Regions from separate parts of the Mus musculus genome. Here region 2 is linked to region 1. The links are chromatin contacts, called in public targeted proximity ligation maps. All regions are on one chromosome and are shown on one strand. The core of a region is the stretch at or near the end of the contact, and the rest is flanking DNA. Distances in the headings are between cores, read along the strand shown. Region 1 overlaps A430093F15Rik (RIKEN cDNA A430093F15 gene). Region 2 holds the start of Tmem109 (transmembrane protein 109).

Region 1 (3,838 bases), core at 84-2,583:
TGTATCTGAACTCTCCACCATCTGTGGTTAATATCATCTCATCTGGCGTGTGAATCGAAACCTGTCTGTGAACCCTGGCCTGTGCAACGCCAGGCAGTGTGGAGGCTTGGAAGCTTGCACACATGAGCCTAGGCTCCATCTGTGTTTGGCTCATCTTTAGCTTCAGTGTGGATCATTGACTTAATTTGCTATAGATGCTCACTAGGTTGAATTAGGGAGCCCAGAGACACCACTGTTAGAGAGGTGCTCATTGGAAGCTTGGCATGCGCCTAGGATCCTGGCACTCAGGAGGATGAGGCAGGAGGATCATGACTTTGAGGCTGGTCACACAGCAAATTTGAGGACAGTCTGATATTTATATAACGAGATCCTGGGGTGGGGGTGGGGGATGGGGAGAATGATACTTCCTTAAAAGTTTTTATTATTTATATTTTATTATTCATATTATATACATTTATATTTATCTGTGTGTGTTTGTACCAGGGTACAACCTCCTGTTTCATTACTTTGGTATCATTCATTTTTTTGTTTGTTTTTAGCCAGGGTCTTTCTTTGACCAGAAACTTATCGGTTAAGCCAGACTGGCTGCCATCAATCCACCTGCCTTCCCTTCCCCAGCTCCAGGGTTACAAGTGCAACCATCACAGCTGTCTTTTATAAAATGTGGGCTCAGGGAATTGAACTCTGATCCTCATGCTTTCGTGTCTAGCACTTTATGGATTGAGTCACCATCTTGGTCACCACCCTTATTATTTCTATATGAATTTGGTTTTTAGCACTCAAACCAAAGTAACAGGACAGGTTAGGCTAGTATGTACCCACGTGGTATGACAGCCATCCCTCCTAGTAGCTTGCCTCACTCGTGGAAGCAAAGCGGCAGGAAGTGACACTGACCTACACTGACCACCTTTGTTTTAGATCAGGTGTGAATAATGCCGATCTAGTTCCCACCTCCTCCCAGCTCTTGGTGGTGTGAGTCATGGTGTGTCATCCTTCTTGGATGCATTTTTCCCTTCCAGAAGCTCAAAGCTCTGTTGCTATGGGCAGAGAAACTCGAGTGCCAAATGACTATGTTTCAAACAGGATGGTGCGCTGAGTGTCTGGTAAAGTACCTGGGAGTTTTCTTTGCGCCCGATGAGGTCGGAGGCTGAGCCGTGGGGGCTTATGTGATGTTATGGTCATATACAGTAGCGATCCGGAACCTTTCAGCCCTGACGAATCACCCACCTTTGAACTGAGGATTTAAAAAAAAGACAGAATCTTTCTGTGGTCGCAACCAAGATGTGATGATAGACCGAGCCCTGAGAGTCTCAGCCAGCCCACTGGCACGTTCTGAGGGTGCTGTGAAACTCAGCTAAGCCACCCATCGTCATAAGAGAACAAGCAAGTGGGGGTACGAAAGGGAGATCGCACGAGTTCTGTTTCTCACTGGCTGCGCAAACAGGAGCTTGCCGGAAGTTGCACAGTGGGAACATAAGCCTTGTGAAGCTTTTCTGGGAATGATTGGGAGGTGGGGGGTGGGGAGTGGGGGTGGGGGTGCGATGGCTTTTGTTTTCTGTTTTTCCATTTTCTCATTTTCCATGACTCTTGACATATTTATGACCTGGGACTTTTTTGGGTGGGATCCTGACGGAATGTTAGTGCTATTCAGTAGTTCTGGTGGGAGTTGGGGGTTGGCAATGGGGTGAATCTGAAACTTGCCCCAAATTTGCATTCTAGTCATCAGTACAGATTCTATACAACTTCAACATTTGTTTAAGAGGTGCATGGTATGGGGCTGGTAAGATGGCTCAGTCAGTAAAGGTGCTTACAATTAAATCTGAAGATCTGAGTTCGGTCCCCAAGACTCAGTAGTGAGAAGAGAGAGCTAACTCCCCCAAGCTGTTCCCTAATGTCCATTCACTAAATAGGTAGATAGGTAGATAGGTAGATAGATAGGTAGATAGGTAGATAGATAGGAAGATAGATAGATAGATAGATAGATAGATAGATAGATAGATAGATAGACAGACAGACAGACAGGCGTGGTGTGGCTAGTATGAATTGGAGTTAACCTGGCCTTCCTCTTACAGCCAGGTTGGATAAAATCCTTGACCTGATTTCTCACTTTACCACTTCTGTTCTGGGATGGTGGGGAAAGACCTGCAGGAACAGTGTGTTTATAGGTCAGAAGGACCATGGAGCCAGAGAAGATCAGCCCTTAGAACAGCTCACCAGCACAGCTCTTGCCTTATCTGAGCTGTGTACCTGGCTATATAGTTAAGCATTAGGTAGTGATCTTGACCACCCAGATCACTTTAGTAGATCCTTAAAATATCTTTACTTTGAATATGAGGAAGCTGGGGTTCAGAGAGCCTAGGCAACCTGAACCTAACAGTATGCTGTTGGGAGAGCCATCACCTACTCTGCTTACCTTAAGAAGTCTTCACTCCTTTTTTTTTTTTTTAATATTTTTTATTACGTATTTTCCTCAATTACATTTCCAATGCTATCCCAAAAGTCCCCCATACCCCCCCCCCCACTTCCCTACCCACCTATTCCCATTTTTTGGCCCTGGCATTCCCCTGTACTGGGGCATATAAAGTTTGCGTGTCCAATGGGCCTCTCTTTCCAGTGATGGCCGACATGCAGCTAGAGTCAAGAGCTCCGGGTTACTGGTTAGTTCATAATGTTGTTGCACCTACAGGGTTGCAGATCCCTTTAGCTCCTTGGATACTTTCTCTAGCTCCTCCATTGGGGGCCCTGTGTTCCATCCAATAGCTGACTGTGAGCATCCACTTCTGTGTTTGCTAGGCCCCGGCATAGTCTCACAAGAGACAGCTATATCAGGGTCCTTTCAGCCAACGCTTGCTAGTGTATGCAATGGTGTCATCGTTTGGAGGCTAATTATGGGATGGCGAAAGGAAGTCTTCACTCCTACTGACTATCTCACTGTCATTACTAACTCTCTCCTTTGTGTCTTGGCTCAGAGGGTCCATCACAGACTGTTACCACAGGGTGGACCAAGAGATGTAGATGGATAAGCAACCTCAGGCCCTTTGTGGGAAGATCCCTTTGTTCTAAACCTTTCCAGGTACTTTGCAGCAGCTCCACTCCTGGCTAGACTTGATGCTAAGGCATGGCCTGAGCAATTCTAAGTGAGAGTGGCTGAATGTTGCTGCCAGCATATGGTTAGCTGGAGAGCACACTCGGGCCTAGGGTGGGTGGTGTCTTGGCCAGTTGGGGCTCTTTGGGGCGGGGGTGGGGAACTTTGTGACTTCACTTGTTTCGATGAGGAGGTGTGTTTGGAGTTGAGTTGTTAGACGGGGAGGCTGGAGGGAGGCTGTGGGAAAGCCTGGGATCGGGCCTAGGTGTTTTCCCAGGGGGCTGTGGGGGTGTAGCCAGGGCAATGGGGAGAGGAAGGAGATAAACCCTTCTCCTAAGATAGGCCATGACAGGGTGCTTCCCAGATGAGCCAAGATAGGACAAGAGTCCAGATGTGGCCAAGTTGTAGTTCCATGTGACAGTTCTGAGTTCCAATCTGGATCTTTGGGTTTTTGGTTTGTTTGTTTGTTTTTGGTCCTTGGACTGCAGCTGGGGGATGCTGGGGGAAGTGTCTACAGTTAAATAAAACACTGTCTTGGCAGGTATATTTCAGACCCAGAAGTTAAGACTCTGTGATGAGCAGCTGGCCAAAGGATTTTCTATTCTGCCCTGCCTGGGCTTCAGAGGTGTTGGCTCTGTGGGGAAAACCAAGCACCTTTAGGTTCCTTAAGATGCCCAGCCATAGTTATCCTGCCCATAACTAAAGGCCCACAGCTGGGTGTAGGTATCTAGAGCCATTGGGTATCACCATCCT
Region 2 (3,579 bases), core at 373-2,872, 120 kb after region 1:
CAGACAGCTGCAATTCAGCTTAGTAGGGACAGTCTCAGCTGGGGAACTGCTTTACTTACTATGGTGGTGAGACGTCACTCTATGTTCAGCTGTGGTTTGCTCTGCCAGGGCGGGGTGGGGCTGTCCACACTACCTCCAGTCAGTGCTCCTTCCTCTTCTTTTTCCTTTCTCGCTATAAATCACTACAGGGGCAAGAACTAACTTGGTGCCCTCTGCTGGCCCCCACGGTTCCTTCACTACTCACTGCAGTCCTGTGGATCTGCAATCCTCACTCTGGATTGCCCATCTGACCTGCCTGACTAGCCTGTTAAACAAGGGTGTTTGCCCCACCCAGGCAACCCACTCAGACCCTCCCAGGGAGGAGCTCAGCCTTTTTGTTTTGTTTTTAAAGCTCCCCAGGATTCCTGAGGCATAATCAAACAGTGGTTGCAAAGATCAGCAACGCAGAGAAAAGTCTACTTTAAGCAAAGCCTCCTAAGAGCTCTCTGTACAAAGGACACAGGTTCAGATCTATCACAAGTTAGCCGCCACTACCTTTACACCTGTTACTTAACCTATCTGAAATTCAATCTCCTCAAATGTAAGTTCTGTTGAAACTGGGTTAAGAGTTACTTCAAGAAGTTAGATAATTTGTGCAAGCACTGTGTTCAAAGTTTGTCCCACAGCCTCCCAGTGACTCTCAGACTAACTTGACATTAACTTTTCTTGGAATCCCCAGCACCTAGCATAGAATGACTAAGTGCTTGCTAAATGAGTATCAGAAGCCCTGCCAAGAAGCCACAAGTGTAGGACATAAAGACATGGAGAGGTGGCGGGGGGGGGGGGGGGAGGGAAGGGGAGGAGGTTATTTGAATAGTCAGTCCAAATATACGACAGCCACATGAGAAGCACAGCTGAGATAGAAGGTCCTAAACGTGGCGAAGTCACCACTAAGGAGAATGAAGTCAGCGTTCTGGCAGGTCGGAGGCAGCCCTCGCTAAACCCCTGACAGCTGCTACCCAGCAACTGTTTGTGGGGCAGGGTGTTTGCAAAGGGGGGGGGGGGGGGTGTGCAGCCTTGCCGCTCCCTTCCCAAGGCCCAGACTCCAGGCAATAGGGTCAGTGGCATGTGCTATTTCGAACAGCACATCCCCTGCCAAGCACTCCATAGTGGCGTCGCGAGGCCCATGAGGTCAGGATACCCTGAGGGGGGCTCCAACTGAGGCGGCAGGAGGCTGGACCATGGGGCTGGGGGAGGTGTGCAGTTCGGCACTGGCCTCATCCCCCAAATCTGGCAGCTGCTCCCTCCGGAGGGCTAGACCTCAGCGCTCGAACCCACTCATCCCGGGAAACACTCTCCTCCAGGGTTACCTAGTAACAACGCCCCTGGTTGCATAGCAACGAGGATCTGGGTCCCATACTTGTTAAGCCCCACGTTCCACGTTCGACCCCTCCCCACTAGGGCTCGCAAGGCCTTGCGGCTCCGCCCTGTTACCTCCTGCAAATCTGTCCTTTAAGCTGCATCTACAGCCCTGGTCTCGGCCCTCACTCACCCTGCTCCGGTCACCGCTATCCTTCACGTGGGACTTCGCTAGAAAACGCGCCACCAAACCGGCGCCTCAACTCCCGGGGTGTTGGTTTATAGTCTGCGCATGCGCGGGGCGGTCGACGGAGGAGACTGGCAGGTCTTTCTGGCAGGCATCGTGGACGCATGCGCTCTGCTCGCTCCATTATGGTTTGTACGTGTTTTTTCCCTCCCAAATATTTCCAAGAGAAGAATGGCGCCGGAAATTGGAGTTGGAACGGAAGCGAAGCCTTTGGCAGGAAAGGGGAAAGAAAGAACTGTCGAGGCTGTGGCGTGGGTAGAGTTGGTGCTCGATGCGGGATTCGGTGCAGATCCGAGTCTACAACGCATTTAGGGCGGCAGTTTCCTCCCGGGAAGTGCAGTTCCTAAGGCGGGGCGCTGGCGAGCACTTGGAGGGCTGAGAAACCTTTCACGCTAAAAATGGCACATCAGGGGGGAAAGGCACAAGGTGTTAGTGGGCACATGAACGGTGTACGGCCTTGGAGAAACTCATATGCTCTGGAAGAGAGCAAAACCTCACCCAAAATGTGTGGGTGACCACCAAAGCTTTGCTTACAATTGTTAGGGAAAGGAAAGCAACCCAGGTGCCCTGGGGTTATTTTGTTTGTTTGTTTGTTTTAAACCTTAGAACACTGAGGTAGCTTTGTGGATGAGGTAGGCAGAGATGTAAAAATTGTTTAAAGGTTTATTTATATGAATACACTGTAGCTGTCTTCAGACACACCAGAAGAGGGCATCAGATTCCATTACAGGGGGTTGTGAACCACCATGTGGTTGCTAGGAATTGAACTCAGGACCTCTGGAGGAGCAGTTAGTGCTCTTCACCGCTGAACCATCTCACCAACCCATAAATTTTAAAATTACGTGTAGTTATGTATTCTATGCATGCGTTCGGGTGTGCAGGCACAATACAATACTCCTATGGAAGTCAGTTCTCTCCTGCTGTGTGGATCCCGGAGATTGAATCCGGGTTGTCAGGCGTGCCTTAGTGGAAAAGATCTCAGGGGTGGTGGGGGTGGGAGTGGTGTTTTTGGTTTCTTTCTAGACTTAGTTTTAGTTTGCAAGTGCCTTTTGGGAAATTAACATAGGCACACATATTAGAAATGTATGGGAACATTGGAAGGGAAAGGAGGACTTCCCTTAGGAGTCTTGTTAAAACCTCCCATCAACTGAGAATCAAAAACTACTTTAGGTGTTTCTCTCTTCCCAGCTGTAAACCTACAAGTTTCTAAGAACTTCACTAGAAACTTACATTTACAGTAAGAAAGACCTGTCCTAGCCCTCCCCTAAAGGGTGCAATCCTAGTGGCTCATAGTTATATTTTACTAGATTATATTCCTAACCCAGTCACTTCTGGAGCCATCCTATAATATCACTAATCAGAAAGAGAGAAAAGGATAAAAAAACCAATTCTTAACAACCCTTTTAAGGCATAACTTGAGAGCTGCCAGGATGTTTTATATGGGCTAATGGTGTGACACTTATTTGTGACTCCCTCTTCAGAATCCTATATAAACACTTGGTTATGTCTTACTCTTTTCCTGGTCTCTGTCTCTCTCCCCCACCCCCTCTGTTAAATCATGTTCCTAAAAATATGTATCAACTTATCTTTAATAAACTTCAACTCTGGTTCTTTTGACTGGTAGGGGACTTGAGACAAAGTTTCTTTGTGTAGCCTTAGCTGTACTGGGACTAGCTCTGAAGACCAGGCTATCCCTGAACTCAGAGAGATCTGCCTGCCTCTGCTTCTGGAGTGCTGGGATTAAAAGTGTATACTACTATTACCGCCCAGCTAGCCTTACTTTCTTTTCTGTGTTGAAAGGATCAAGTTTTACCTGAGTCAAGTCCCTAAAAGATGGAATTGGAGAGATGGCTTAGTGGTTAAGAGCAGTGACTGCTCTTCCAGAGGTCCCGAGCTCAATTCCCAGTATCCACATGGTGGCTCACAACCATCTGTAATGGGATCTGATGCCCTCTCCTGGTGTGCATGAAGACAGACAGCTACAGTGTACTCAT

Evidence for each region.
Region 2: a targeted proximity ligation map of CD8 T cells shows a contact between it and region 1, with 21 read pairs. A contact is called at or near these places in 9 of 39 promoter capture datasets (the C10 cell line, the HPC-7 cell line, HPC-7-derived erythroid cells and 6 more), 4 of 484 Hi-C or Micro-C datasets (bone marrow-derived macrophages, cerebellar granule neurons and embryonic fibroblasts), 6 of 130 datasets of targeted methods (CD8 T cells, the NIH/3T3 cell line, bone marrow-derived macrophages and 1 more) and 3 of 9 other capture datasets (adipose tissue, liver and pancreatic islet).

What each region holds. Positions count from the first base shown.
Region 1 is chr19:10,762,583-10,766,420 of GRCm38.p6, forward strand. The region is part of intron 1 of A430093F15Rik (RIKEN cDNA A430093F15 gene); the gene reads left to right. Among named protein-coding and RNA genes, the nearest start is that of A430093F15Rik, 24 kb to the left of the region's middle.
Region 2 is chr19:10,880,121-10,883,699 of GRCm38.p6, forward strand. Tmem109 (transmembrane protein 109) reads right to left here and starts at 1,623. Exons shown (of 4, transcript NM_134142.1): 1 at 1,532-1,623.